2 separate regions of the Mus musculus genome follow, and region 2 is linked to region 1. The links are chromatin contacts, called in public promoter capture Hi-C maps. All regions are on one chromosome and are shown on one strand. The core of a region is the stretch at or near the end of the contact, and the rest is flanking DNA. Distances in the headings are between cores, read along the strand shown.

What was found. Promoter capture Hi-C pulls out the DNA fragments that hold promoters and counts their contacts.
Region 2: a promoter capture Hi-C map of second pharyngeal arch cranial neural crest shows a contact between it and region 1. The contact joins the promoter of Farp2 here to the enhancer-like site in region 1. A contact is called at or near these places in 7 of 39 promoter capture datasets (the C10 cell line, cranial neural crest, embryonic stem cells and 4 more), 1 of 15 datasets of contacts at CTCF or cohesin (large pre-B cells), 5 of 484 Hi-C or Micro-C datasets (CD4 T cells, CD8 T cells, erythroblasts and 2 more), 1 of 115 datasets of contacts at active chromatin or transcription factors (large pre-B cells) and 1 of 9 other capture datasets (liver).

What each region holds. Positions count from the first base shown.
Region 1 is chr1:93,206,139-93,212,822 of GRCm38.p6, forward strand. Crocc2 (ciliary rootlet coiled-coil, rootletin family member 2) reads left to right here. Exons shown (of 32, transcript NM_001310428.1): 21 at 3,096-3,239; 22 at 6,648-6,684. Among named protein-coding and RNA genes, the nearest start is that of Sned1, 26 kb to the right of the region's middle. Within about 2 kb of position 4,368, at least 109 of the 459 cell types and tissues checked have an H3K27ac peak or open chromatin away from gene starts, as enhancers often do. A contact at or near this core is called in second pharyngeal arch cranial neural crest, where this site is marked.
Region 2 is chr1:93,510,674-93,516,560 of GRCm38.p6, forward strand. Farp2 (FERM, RhoGEF and pleckstrin domain protein 2) reads left to right here and starts at 1,431. Exons shown (of 27, transcript NM_145519.2): 1 at 1,431-1,511.

The DNA.
Region 1 (6,684 bases), core at 3,118-5,617:
TGTCTTCATGAGTGTTGTGTCCCCCTGGTGCTGGAAAAAGCTACGATCTCAATGGCAGAAATAGCCAAGTGATTATGGCTGTGTGTGACCCAGTCCCTGCCAGCGGTGGCTACAGGCACTGGATCTGGCACTCCCAGGAATCAGAGCTGATCAAGACTGACAAGCTGGGCCATACACTGGGTAGCAACAGCTAGGGGAGGATTAGACCCAGGCCTATGTCCCTTCCTTCCGATCCACACAGCACGAGCTTTGCCTGGCTGTGCTCAAGCTGACTCTAGTGAAGTCCAGTTGTGGGCAGACATAGATCTACTCCTGCCCACTGGTGGAGATGGCCTGTAAGTGAGGAGCTGTGGCCAGCCTTTGACTCTTAGGCAGCTGCTCGGTTGCCCACGTGGACAGTGAGAGCAGACCACCCAGCTGGAATGGGAGGCAGGTGTGTGGAGGGGACGAGGCCTTGGGAAGGGTGTCCTGGTGATGCTGACGGAAGAAGGCAGGGGCTGATCCCTGGTGCTGTGTGGTAGGAAATGGTGTCGCAGTGAGGTGTGATACCTCTCCCCCCCTCCAAATATACACACTTGTTGCAGGATTTTCTCTGTCCAATCACATTAGGGCAGTGGCAGACCTATGATTGGACAGGAAAAGGGAGGCGGAGCTAGGAGTTTGGGGGACAGGGGGAGATAGCGAGGTAGGAGGAGGGGAGAAGGAGAGAAGTCAACATGGAGACAGATGAACAGGAAGACGATCCTGATCCGGCACGGTTTTAGACAGCCACAAGTAGCTAAGATGTTCACAAGGTTAGAATAATTGGGTTAAAGCTTTATCTTTATCAACTGGCTCAGAAATTATTGTACTGGCATCTTGTAAATTGTGGTCTTATTGTTATATAAATCTGATTGGATAATTAAGCTTTAAGAGTCGCGTTTCTACTGGGGAACTAGGTGTTGTGATGGCTGATGGGAGGGGTGGGGGCGTTGCGTGGAAGCGAGAGAAACTCGCTTGCTCAGCAGTGAGAACACGCAGAGCGGGACCCCACCGGGGCATAGTGTTGTGGCCCACCAGTACCGGTATTAGAGTGAGAACACAGACCAGTGGGGCAGAAAAGATGACAGAGTGACTTTTTTAATATTTCCCGCAACACACTCTGACCACCCCCATTACAGAATAGGACAACCTAAGGGGTACCCAGTCCCCAGGAGCTTCCCCTGGCTCCTGTCCCCTCTGCTCCATCTCCTCTCACCCCCAGTGCCTCACCAGGGCTGCACAGCACTTCCCTGGCACAGGCCTGGAGTGGTCCTCAATCTGTGCCTACACTCTTCCTAACACGCCGAACCCTTACCCATCTCCTCCCTATGGGTAGGAAAGCATCCTGAGACCCTGGAAGTTGCCATCTCCTGCTTATAGACTGGCCTCTGCAGGAGCCAACCCTGGCTTCTGGAGCCTTCTTTCATGCTGGCCAAGTCTCCCTCTGGGCTAGGGACCAGGCCTTCTAGCCAGGAGGGCTCCTCTGGGAGCTCATTAAGGGTTCTTTTGCCACCTCAGCTTAGAAAATGGAAATTAAAACCCACTGAGAGAGGGGAAGTGCAGCCAAGGAACCCCAGCTGTGGGGTGACATGGCACTGAGCCACTGATGGGTGGAGGGGCCCTCTGGCCTGAGTCATCACTGCCTCCAGGAGCTGGTCCCCAAGATTCGCAAGGAACTGCAATCTCACTGAGCAAGCACTTCTGGACTATGTGGGCACCGGGCCATGGCCTGGGTATCCTAGGGGCACCAAGCCATGTCCTGGCCATCCTAGGAGCACCGAGCCATGACCTGGCCATCCTAGGGGCACCGAGCTATGACCTAGCTATCCTAGGTACCAGTTGAGAAGGAGGGGAGGGGCCAAGGACCAGAGCAAATGGTGGGGCTGATGGCAGCCTTTGTACAGCAGTAACCCTGCAGTGGCCTGCAGAATGCAGGTGTGGGAGTGAGGGTCTCCATGTAGTACTGGTGCCTCTGTGTAGCACCGCAGGCTCTGGAGGGTTCCCGAAGCCACCGATAACCCGGCTCTTCTGCCTAGATGGTTCCACCCCCAGTCTGGCACAGTAGCCTATGGGAGGAATGAGTGTTTTCTTCCAAATGCTGAGGACCTAGAGTCCTGTCAAAGAAGCACATAGGCCTAGGATGGACCCTAGAGTGAGTAGGGAAGACCCCTAACCCAGAAGTGCACTGGGCCTCAGTACGGCAGTTGTCAAGGTGAGCAGACTAACATCTTTGTCTGTGAACAAAGTGCTTCAAACTGAACCTGGAAGCTGGTGCCTAGAGGACCCCTGACTCCTTTGTGCTCATCAGTCAGGAGACCCCAGGAGAGGCGATTATAGGCTGTGACATGACAGGGCAGCAGACCTGGGCTGAACTGAGTTTCCAGCACCGTCACAATCTCAAAGCTACCATGGCGACATTCTGCAGATGTGACTGCGCACATATGTTTAGAGATTGCAGGGTGGTAGATGTCCCCTATTGTCACCTACCCACTGGGAAATTCAAGAAGCCAAGTGCTGGGTGGACAGGACATATATGGTGATCAGTACCCAGTCCCTTACCACAGCTCTCTATTGGAGTGTGGCCTTCTCATCCCACACGGGCCAACAATGACCATACTGGATACTGTAGGTCTCAGAGCCGGGACTTAGAATGCTCCATGTCCAGCCAGAGCTGGGTGACCCAAGTGACCAGAAGGCTGCACTGGGGGGGTGGAGGCTCATCCCAGATCCATTGCCTGGCCAGGTGACCCCACACGCGAATGCCACTGAGACCAGGGCATCTTGACTTGCTAAGCAGTTGCTCCTGCCCCCTCTCTACATAAAATGGACTGAACAGGAATTTCAGGCAAAAAGGGACACCTGAGCCCCTAAGCTGGGCCTCGTCCACTCGCTCACCACAGACATTGCTTGGGGATCCCTGAAGAAAAGCCAAGAGCTGTGACTATGTGGCTGCGGAGCACCGGCTCTGGCATGTGGAGCTTATCAGAGCATTCATCCCACATGCTTGTCTCAAGGCCTGGCAGTCAGGCCTCGGACCAGCCTCCCTCAAATCCAGTGGTCTCCCCACCCCCCAGGCTACCGTTACCACCATGACCAAAGAGCTGAGAACCCTCCAGGTCCAGTTTGAAGAGGCCATCTCTACCCACCAGAGAGAAGCTGACACTCTGAGGGAGAAGCTCCGTGAGATAGCGGCCGAGCGAAGCAGCGTGAGGAGAGAGGTGAGACGGGGTCTCTAGAGGAGCGTGAGGAGGACCCTGAGAGAGCAGGAATGCAGGAGGAGGGAGAATATCCCAGGACCAGGAGGAGACAAATGACTGCCCCCATTCGGTCTGGCAACCAGAGGCATCTCTCAGAGTAGTGAAATTGTGCCTGGCTCCTGACCTCAGCTGGAGAAAGCTGGCCCTGGCCTAATAGAAGGTATTATTTCTAGCCCAGAGTCGTAGATCTGGCTTCAAAAGGACTAGACCTGACAGAGCAGAGCCATTACTGCGAGAAAGCAAAGCTACCATAGCTTGCTATAAGTAGATGTAAGGCCCCATCATGGCCACCACCGGGCCTGCCTCACCCCAGAAAGGCCACAGAGCACCTCACCTGTGCTCCTGTTGGGATAGCTAAAGGCTGACTAACTACCCAAGGAGGCTAGCCATGGACAACTGGCTAGAAGCACATAACACAGGTCCCAGTGCCTCCACAGCCTAACCTTCACTTCTACACAATTCAGGGACTGGGACTCAGATGTAGGGAGCTGTATCCTCCCAAAGACTCTCAAGGCCACTGTGACACAGGGGTGGGAGGGCTCTAGCTAAGAAATCTATCCACCTAAGGAGCCATGGGGAATCCCCGGAGAGTTAGACTCTGCCTGCATAAGAGGCCTAGACTCCATATTGGATGGAGTAAAGTGGAAGGATGCTGAGTTTAGGAAACCCAGGGAACAAAGGCAGGAAAAGTAGGATAGTGGTGGGATTTTCAGGGACAGTCATGGGCCCTGATGCTCACACCAGGGCTCCAGGAGCCACATGATCATGACAGGGTGAGGGGCAGTCTTAGGCGGGGCCAGAGGAGGCCACAGCTAGGCCAGGCAGGGGCCCAGCGGGCAGCAGATGGAAAGGTGTTTCTGAGGAGTTCTGACAGGACTTGGGGGCGCCTGGGAGAGGCAAGGGCAGGAGGGTGTGTGGACTGAGATGGAGGGGGGGGTCAGCCAGAACCCAGGTGGGGCCTGTGGGGACAAAGCGGCCTCACAGCTCCTGGGCTGTGTGCCAAGGCTGGCAGGCAGGGCAGCTGGCCTGGTGTGGTGAGGAGAGGGCTCTCCCTCCCCAACACACCCCAAGGGGCCGGCCAAGAGCCCGGGAGAGGAAGAGAGCATGACTGAACATGACAGGCTGTTTATATTGGCCCCAAAGAGAGAGAGTTCCTTCCAACAGATTTCAAAGTCAGGCCTGGTCAGCGGCCACATGGAGAAGCGAAGTGCGATTTCAAAACCGGGGGCAGAGAGGGAGGGATCTGGAGAGGGGGCCTCGCTCACTCTGGAGAGATGAGGGCCATAAGCTTCGGGGCAAGGTCGAGTTTTCAGGAAGGAAGCCTCCCAGAAAGTGATAAGGGTGACAGGTATCTGAAAGGTAGAGGACCAGGTGGAAGAGATGATTGCAAGAAGGAATGAACAGAGGAGTGTCCCAGGTGCCATGGCTCAGAATTTCCCCGCTCTCAAGACGGAGCACTTTGCAGACCTTCTTGGGGGTCTCACACATGTAAATATGCACACACATGCAGACCTGCATGTTGATACCTCCCACCTGTGTGTACATTTAAGATGTACATCTATGAATGCATATACACTCTAAGGTGTAGGCATACTAAGCAATGTGTATACGCACATCCCATGCATTCCCATACACACGTGCGGGGCTCACATATGAAAGCCCATGAGGACACTGCAAAAACATACACATGTGCATGTAGATGATCAGCAAACACACATGTGCATTATACATCTATTATACATGTGTAAACAGGCATTTGCACGCATGCACACACATCCTTTGGGTGTGCGCCAACGCACACGTGTATCCCTTCACTCGCGTATGCATGCATGTATGCACACACAGGCCACCCCACTGCTGCACCCCTCCCCTGCTTGCCTCGCTGCCCTGCTCCCTGCAGAGCTCTGGAGTTGCCTCCCTGCAAGAAATTTCAAAAAAGACTGTTTATACAACTTCTAGTAAAGAAATAATTATAATAATCACATTAAGCGATTTGGCTGTAAAATTCCTGCAAAAGGGATGGATGTCCTCAGGAGAGGGTGGGTGGGGTGCTGGACTGCAGGGGAGGAGGTGGCCTGGCAGCAGGGGGGCCCTTCCCCCATTTGTTTTGCTTATTTTCATCTCCCCTGCTCCGGGAAATGAGTGCAGCTCCTTTTATGATGGACAGGCCCTTTCCCTGGTCCTTGACCTTCTGGGTGAATTCTGCTGAGCTCAGCGGAAAATGCTCTGCACGGTTGTGGCTCCCACATGTGGGGGGTGGGAGGGGAGCAGTGGGGAGGCCCTGGCCCTTCCCAAAAACAGAACAACAATAACAGCGGGCGGACTCTGGAGCCAGGCCGGCCAGGGGCCTGGACAATGTCCCGTGAAAACAGCCAGCGAAGAGGGGTTTGCTTTTGGCAAACCAGCCACTCAACACCACTGAGTTCTTGTGGCTTCCTCTCTCAGCATGTCCCTGCTGGCTTCCTCCACCTCCTCCCCGGGGACACTTGGGAGCCAGGATGGAGCCTTCTCTGAGGCTTCTAGTCAGAGTTATAGGTTGGGACTTAGAGACCTCAGCAAGTTCATACCCCATAGTGGACTGCCCCTCCTCCTGATCCATCTCCCCAGAGATGCCTCATTCCTTGAGGCAGGAAACCAAGTTTGGTACCCCCTGCAGTGTGTAGGCACTATCCCATGTTTCCAGCATGATCGGGTAGCTCATCCTGTGAGCCATGGGCCAGTCAGCAGGAGATGGGAACTTACTCCCATGGCCTTTTGCCTTCCCTGGGTCAGCTCACAGAGGTACCAAGTGGCCTCCCTTGTGTTTGAAGGTATCCATGTTCCTATGGGTTGAGCCTTGCCTTAAAGCCACCTACTTCAGCAGCAGAGCACCCTGGCCTGAGAGGCTCTGAGCCTGCTGGAGAATTTGGAGGGCATAGATACCTGAGATCTGAGTCCCCTATCTCCTGCACTCTTAGGAGAAGATGAGCAGTAGGTTAGATGGGGATGACTGTGCAGTTGTTGGTGCTAAGCACCAGGCTGCTGACCAACTACCTACATAGTTACCCAAAGGGAGGAGCAGCTCCTGGGTTAGCGGGTAGGAAGAGCTATCAATAATGGCCCTTGCTGATGTGTGGACAAAGTCATGTCCCGGGCAGGCCTTTGCTGACCACCGATCAACATCCCAGATTTCTTCAGAGTGAATATAGGAGGAGTCAGGCTATCTGGACCGTGTACCCCAGGGATTTGCTTTCTTTTTCAAGTGTTGGATGACTCAGGAATACCCAGCCAGAGTCAGAATCCTGTACCCCCTCAGGTTCCTGGAGCTGCTGCCTGTGCAGCCACAGCCCGTGGTCCCCAGCTGGTCACTAGAGCACATTTCTTCCTTAGGCTGAGGAGCTGCAGGCACAGCTGAACGTGGCTCACG
Region 2 (5,887 bases), core at 181-2,680, 300 kb after region 1:
CTCCGGTTTGTCAGCATGACCCCTGGATTGACCACCCAGTACTATCGGAGTCTTTCTCATCCTCTTGCTCTCTAAGCAGCGTACTGACACTAGGAAATGAGGCTCCTGCTCTCTAAATCACTAGGTTGCTCATGTCAAACCTCATTCTTGCCTTGTCCAGTCCAGCTCCTTTTCTTTTTTTTTTTTTTTTTGGTTTTTCAAGACAGGGTTTCTCTGTATAGCCCTGGCTGTCCTGGAACTCACTTTGTAGACCAGGCTGGCCTCCAACTCAGAAATCCGCCTGCCTCTGCCTCCCAAGTGCTGGGATTAAAGGCGTGCGACACCACCCGGCCCAGTTCCTTTTCTTAATGATGGACATCACAGTCAGTGGCTATGGCAGTGGCTGGTTACAAATAAGGGATAGCCAAGGTGGTGGAGGAAGTTGGGAAGCCTACTAAAATTGCAGACCCAGTCAGCCTGAGCTTCTAGGTTGCCTTGGAGAAGCAGAGAGCCCCCCCACCCACCCACCCTCCAGTGGGCTGAGGCCCTCCCTGCTTATCTTAAGGACTTATTGCCAAAGGCTAGAGTTCTATATGAATCGCTTGGGGGCCTGTGTGGATTTATTTAGCCTAGACTGGTTCAAAGGGCTGGCTCCCTGCAGGCCCATTCGCTTAACCAATGGAAGAAGAAAGTGAGTTTGCTGCAAGTCTGAAGTGGAAGGACCAGAATCCAGTCTCACCATTTTTCATTTCCAGAAAGCCTCAAATCCAGAAAGGAACCGCGAGGGCTTCGAGGACTCTTAGCGTAGCCTGCACCTCAAAAGCGTCCCTTTAGGAACAGCTGGTGCCTAAAGACCACGGTTCCACTATTCCCTGGTTGGGCACCACGGATGGAAGGTAGGAAAGAGCCTAGTAGTCAGGGAGGCCTGAATGCCAGAATAGTCCCGCGAGCTTGAAGTCCAAGGCCCCACCCAGAATCGGGGCTGCCCTGCTTGCCAAAGCCAGGCTGTAGGCTGAGACCCGCCCCTGTGCCAAAAGTCCCGCCCAGGGCCACCCGCATTCCAGAGTCCAGGTCTGGGGTAGTCCTCCCGTTGTTCCAAAGCTGCGTCCAAGATAGAATCCTCCCGTCGCCTTGTCAAAGCGAAGACTAAGACGGAGAACTCGCGGGTTTCCTAAGTCCCACCCAGCACAGAGTCCTCAGGTCCTAAAGCCCCTCCCAGGGCCGAGGACACGCACAGCCCGCCGAAGCCCTGTTGCACCCGCGGAGAAGCTGCACAGCTTTGCTTCTGACTTTATGGGGCTCCCTCGCCCCGCCCTGTCCCATGTGATCACCAATCAGAGCTAGGTGCTGCGCTCGCAGGCGCCGGTCGGGAGGACCCGCCCGCAGGCCAATCGGTGGTGCGTCCGCGGGGGGGCGGGGCTGCGGCGGACGCGCGGCGGGGGCGGGGAAGCAGCTAGCTGTCGGGATCGGGCGGCGCGGGCGCAGGACGTGGAGGAGGCCTGGCTGGCGGCGGCGCAGGCCGGTGTGGCACGGTGAGGACGCGGCGGCCGTGGGCGGGGGAGGGGAGCGAGCCGCGCAGGGGCGCTGGGTTGGGCATGGGCTTCCTTCGTTGGCCGGACCTCAGCGGAACCCGAGCCGGACCAGGCCTGAGGCTGGCCGTCCACCAGAGAAAGTCCACGCCCGGCTCTGAGGCCTTCGTGAGGCGCGCCAGAGTCCGCGTTTGACAACACACGTCTGTGGACGGCCTGTCGGTGGAGGGCGAAGGGAGGGAGAGTCTCGGGTCCAGTCTGGATGTCCGCTGAGGACTGGCTGGAGAGTTGCTTTTGTAGATGGGCAGTCTGGGGAGGGCTGAGAGCTGCAGAGTTCCAAGGAGCCAGGCTGTCAGCAGAGTACTGAGGACAGGAACAGCACACGTGGAGACCAGCTGTCGAGGAAGGGGGGTGATCAGAGTCTCAGCATCTCTCGTGGACACTGAGTGTCCCGTGATGGGTTAAGGGCCACAAGAATGTCCTGCTGAAGACCGCCCCCACCCCCAGGCCAGTGCTCTACAAAGCACCTTGGGAAGCAGCACCCGGAGCCACAAATGAAAGCCCAGAAGGGCATTCTTTTTTCTTCTCGGCCTTTCCTTCAGAACTGAGACTCGGATATTCTTACTCTGCTAAGATCTAGAAACAGTACTGGCCCACTGCCTTTTACTCATCCGAGATTATAAGCACCTTTGCCATTTACACACGTGGCAGTGATTTCTTAAACTCTTTCATGTCCCAGTAATGGTGATGAAAAATTGAAATGAAAACAAGGCATTCGTGAAGGAAATAATGTCGATACACCGTGCTGAGAAAGAATGGAGAGCCTTAAGATTCCGGACAGAATCTTTAAAGGGGTGGCCTTTCTCCCTAGCTTTGTTCTGTTTCCATGAGGTGTTTTTGACTGGGCCACTGTGAAAATATTTGGTAATTAGTGGGTAGCACCGAATTAGAGTCGGTCTTGTGGAGACGGCATTATGATCAGCAGCACAGATTCTCACAGTGTTAGCAAGATGGAAAGGTCATTTGAAATGGGGAGGTATGAAGTAACCTTTACTTGTAGGCCAAATAAAAGTTTTGTGAGTTTCGGGACGTGGGAAGGCATTTGTGAAGCGCTTTGTGGCTGTTTCGTTGTCAGTTCTAAAGTTTTCATATATCCCTGTCCCCCACCGTTTTTTGTTGAGACAGTTTCCATAGCCCGGGCTGGCCTCCAACCCGTCATCCTCCTTTGTCAGCCACCTGAGGGCTGAGTGTAGGTGGAGCACAGGGGTGCGCCATGGCTTCCTATGCATAGCCCCGTTTTAAATAAAGCACGGGAAGACCTTGCCCGGTGGGGTTGTGGATGACTCTCTGGGATACCGCAACCATGTAAACCTCTGCTTCTCCGGTGTCCTTGCCCTGCCACATTGTAGAGATGGTGATTATCGAGTTAGGTTCCTTCCTACAGATTCCTTTACAGAGAGGACTCAGGTGTATCTCTCATTTGCCCCGCCTCAGGTTCCTCATCCATAGAGTGGGTTTAGAATGTATTTACCTCAGACGCTTGTTGCCATGACTAAGAATCAGTTTTTCAAAGCCGCTAAGATGCCCTGCATCCAGTAAGTACTTCATTAACTGTTACTGACAAGTGAAAGGGCGACCTGAGTCAGTGGCAGCGCAGGCTAGCCCTGGGTATTTGTAAGAAGAGCTAGAGACTTGGTGATTCCACAGAGTTATCCCACTTGAAAAGGGGTAGGGTCCAGGGAGGAGCATTGCCTAAGCAGAGATGAATCCATGGGTAATTCTGCAGGACGCCATTATGTCTGTTTGTCAGTTTCCTCCTTTCCAAACACCCCTGCTTCTAGTCACATGAACCCCTTCTGTATTCAGACATTAACAGATTTCTCTAAATTCTGCCAATCATTTTGGTTACATTCATAGTTTCCTTTTCCTTGCTTTCCCTTCATGAACTCTGTACATACCCTGCCTTGCTCGGTGTGCAGCCAGAACACACTGAAAATCTGGGTGACTCTAGTCTGTTCTCTAAGGTCCATATACAGTCCTTTGGCTCTGTGTATCTGTTGAGGTGAGGGTTTTACTTTACCAACCAGAGTTGAAAAGCTGAGGCTCCCATAGAACGTAGTGCGATGAAGTCTGGTGTTATAATTTACTCAGGAGTGTTTATGTGGGTGATGATTGTGCTCTATTTTTGGAAAGCAACTGCCAGTATGTGATATTTTGATTTTTGAAATTCCACTTAAAAAAAAATCTGATAGGCAAACCTTGTATCGATCAGGTGGTTAAGTAAACCTCTTGGCTAGTAAACATTCGTTGGTACGCTCATTCCTGTCCCTCCTCACAGCATCATTTGAACCATTTCGGTCCTGGGAAATAGGCTGTAAGTAGTTTTTAAAAAAAGATTTATTTATTTTATTTATATGAGTACACTGTCACTGTCTTCAGCCACACCAGAAGAGGGCATCAGATCCCATTACAGATGGTTGTGAGCCACCATGTGGTTGCTGGGAATTGAACTCAGGACCTCTAGAAGAGCAGTCAGTGCTCTTAACCGCTGAACCATAGTCTTTTAAGCTTAACAGTGAAATGGTGTGCACATAAAAATTAAAGTATTAAAAAGTATGCCTGAGGACATGGACAGAGTTGTGAGGGCAGGATGGTGGAAGTGATTTTGTTTTAGATTTGTAGGATTATTTCTCTCTAAGCCTGGTATTTTAGTTTATTGCTACCTTTAAAAACCTGAGAATGGTTAAAGCTTGCTGCCAAGCCTGGCGACCTGCATCAGATCCAGGGACACTCATGGTAGAAGGAAAGAAACTATTCCCCAAAGTTGTGTTCTGACCTCTCTGTGTGAATACTGTCAAACATATGTGCACACACATACACAAATAAATGTAATTAAAAACCTCAGGGAAAGGGCATTCTAATGTGACTGGATACAATGATGAGCCCTGCTGTGGCTCATCTCACCTCCCCAGCCCATTCTCGTCACATCCCAAAATAAACTTCATAATGCCCCACCCCCTAGCTTGTATGGACTTTCATCTAGTTGAACTACTAGACCCCTGACAGCCCAACCCCAGGCAGCTTCCTCTTCTCTCCTGTGTTGTCTTGAACTATCTGTACTCTGCCTTTCTGCACAGGTAATGTGCCCACATTACGTGATTGGGACAGGGTCTGGCCGTGTAGCCTTGGCTGTCTTGGAACTCATAGATCACATTCCTCTTTCTCAGGAGTGCCACTATGCCCTACCCCATCTCTTGCTTCCTGTGAGACCCCATCCCACTGAGTCTGAGAGGCCACTGCAGTGATTTTTTTTCCCCTCTCTGTGACTGAGGTGGACAAGTGGTCATGTGTGCTTACATAATTGTTTCCTTTTCTTGAATACACTCCTCTGTGCGAACATCACAGAATCAGGGTGGAGTTAAGGCCATCTGCAGAGGTGAGGAACTGCTAAGTCATTCGCCTCTATGAACTGGAATTCCTTGAGCTATAAGTGTGGGAGCCCTGCCACCTGTCACAGGTAGTTTCGAGCGATAAATGACACAGTGTAAAGCAAAGGGCTTGGTCTGGGCCTCCTGGCAGTGGTGGTTACATGGAGCAGGGCAGGGGCTACTGCTCTGTGTGTGAGGATTGATTAGGCTTTTTTGGTTAGGCTTTTCCATTCATCCCAACTGCTCTTTCATCTGCGGAATTCCTCTGCTAGCCTCACTTTGTCTGTAATATTTACCACCATCTAACATCCCCACTGGAATATAGGGACTTTTCTCCCTTGGTAGGTCCTATATCCTTAAGCACTTAAGAGTTTCTATTTTATCAGAATAGGTGATCAATAAATGTTTGAATACAATAATGAAGTTTTGTGGAGGGGGGCAAAGTCTGATGTCAGGTACTGTGTGGAGCCTGAAGCATATATAATTAGAAAAGTGTAGGCGGCTCACGACACCTATAACCCCATCTCTAGAGGAATGAGACACCTTTGGTCCTGTGGGCACCTGCCCTCAAAATGCACATGCCCCCACACACAATTTAAGATAACAAATATAAATCTTTGAAAAGAAATCAGGTTGCAAGTAAAAATTTATTAGTAAACATGTGTCTAGTATCAGAAAAAGCACGAAGCTAGGAATGTAGCTGAGTTGGTTTCCTAGCATACACAAAGCCCTGAGCTGGATCCTTGGGGCCACTTGAACCTGACAGACTGCCACATCCCTGTAATCTCAGGAGACAGTGGTAGAAACAGGAACACCAGAAGTCAACGCCATCAAACACAGCCTGGGATACATGAGACCCTGTTTGGGAAAAAAGGAAGGAAACATGTGATGTAATATTACCTTGCATGTAATTCTTTTTTCTTAGCTATGTATTTTTAATTTCCTTTTCAT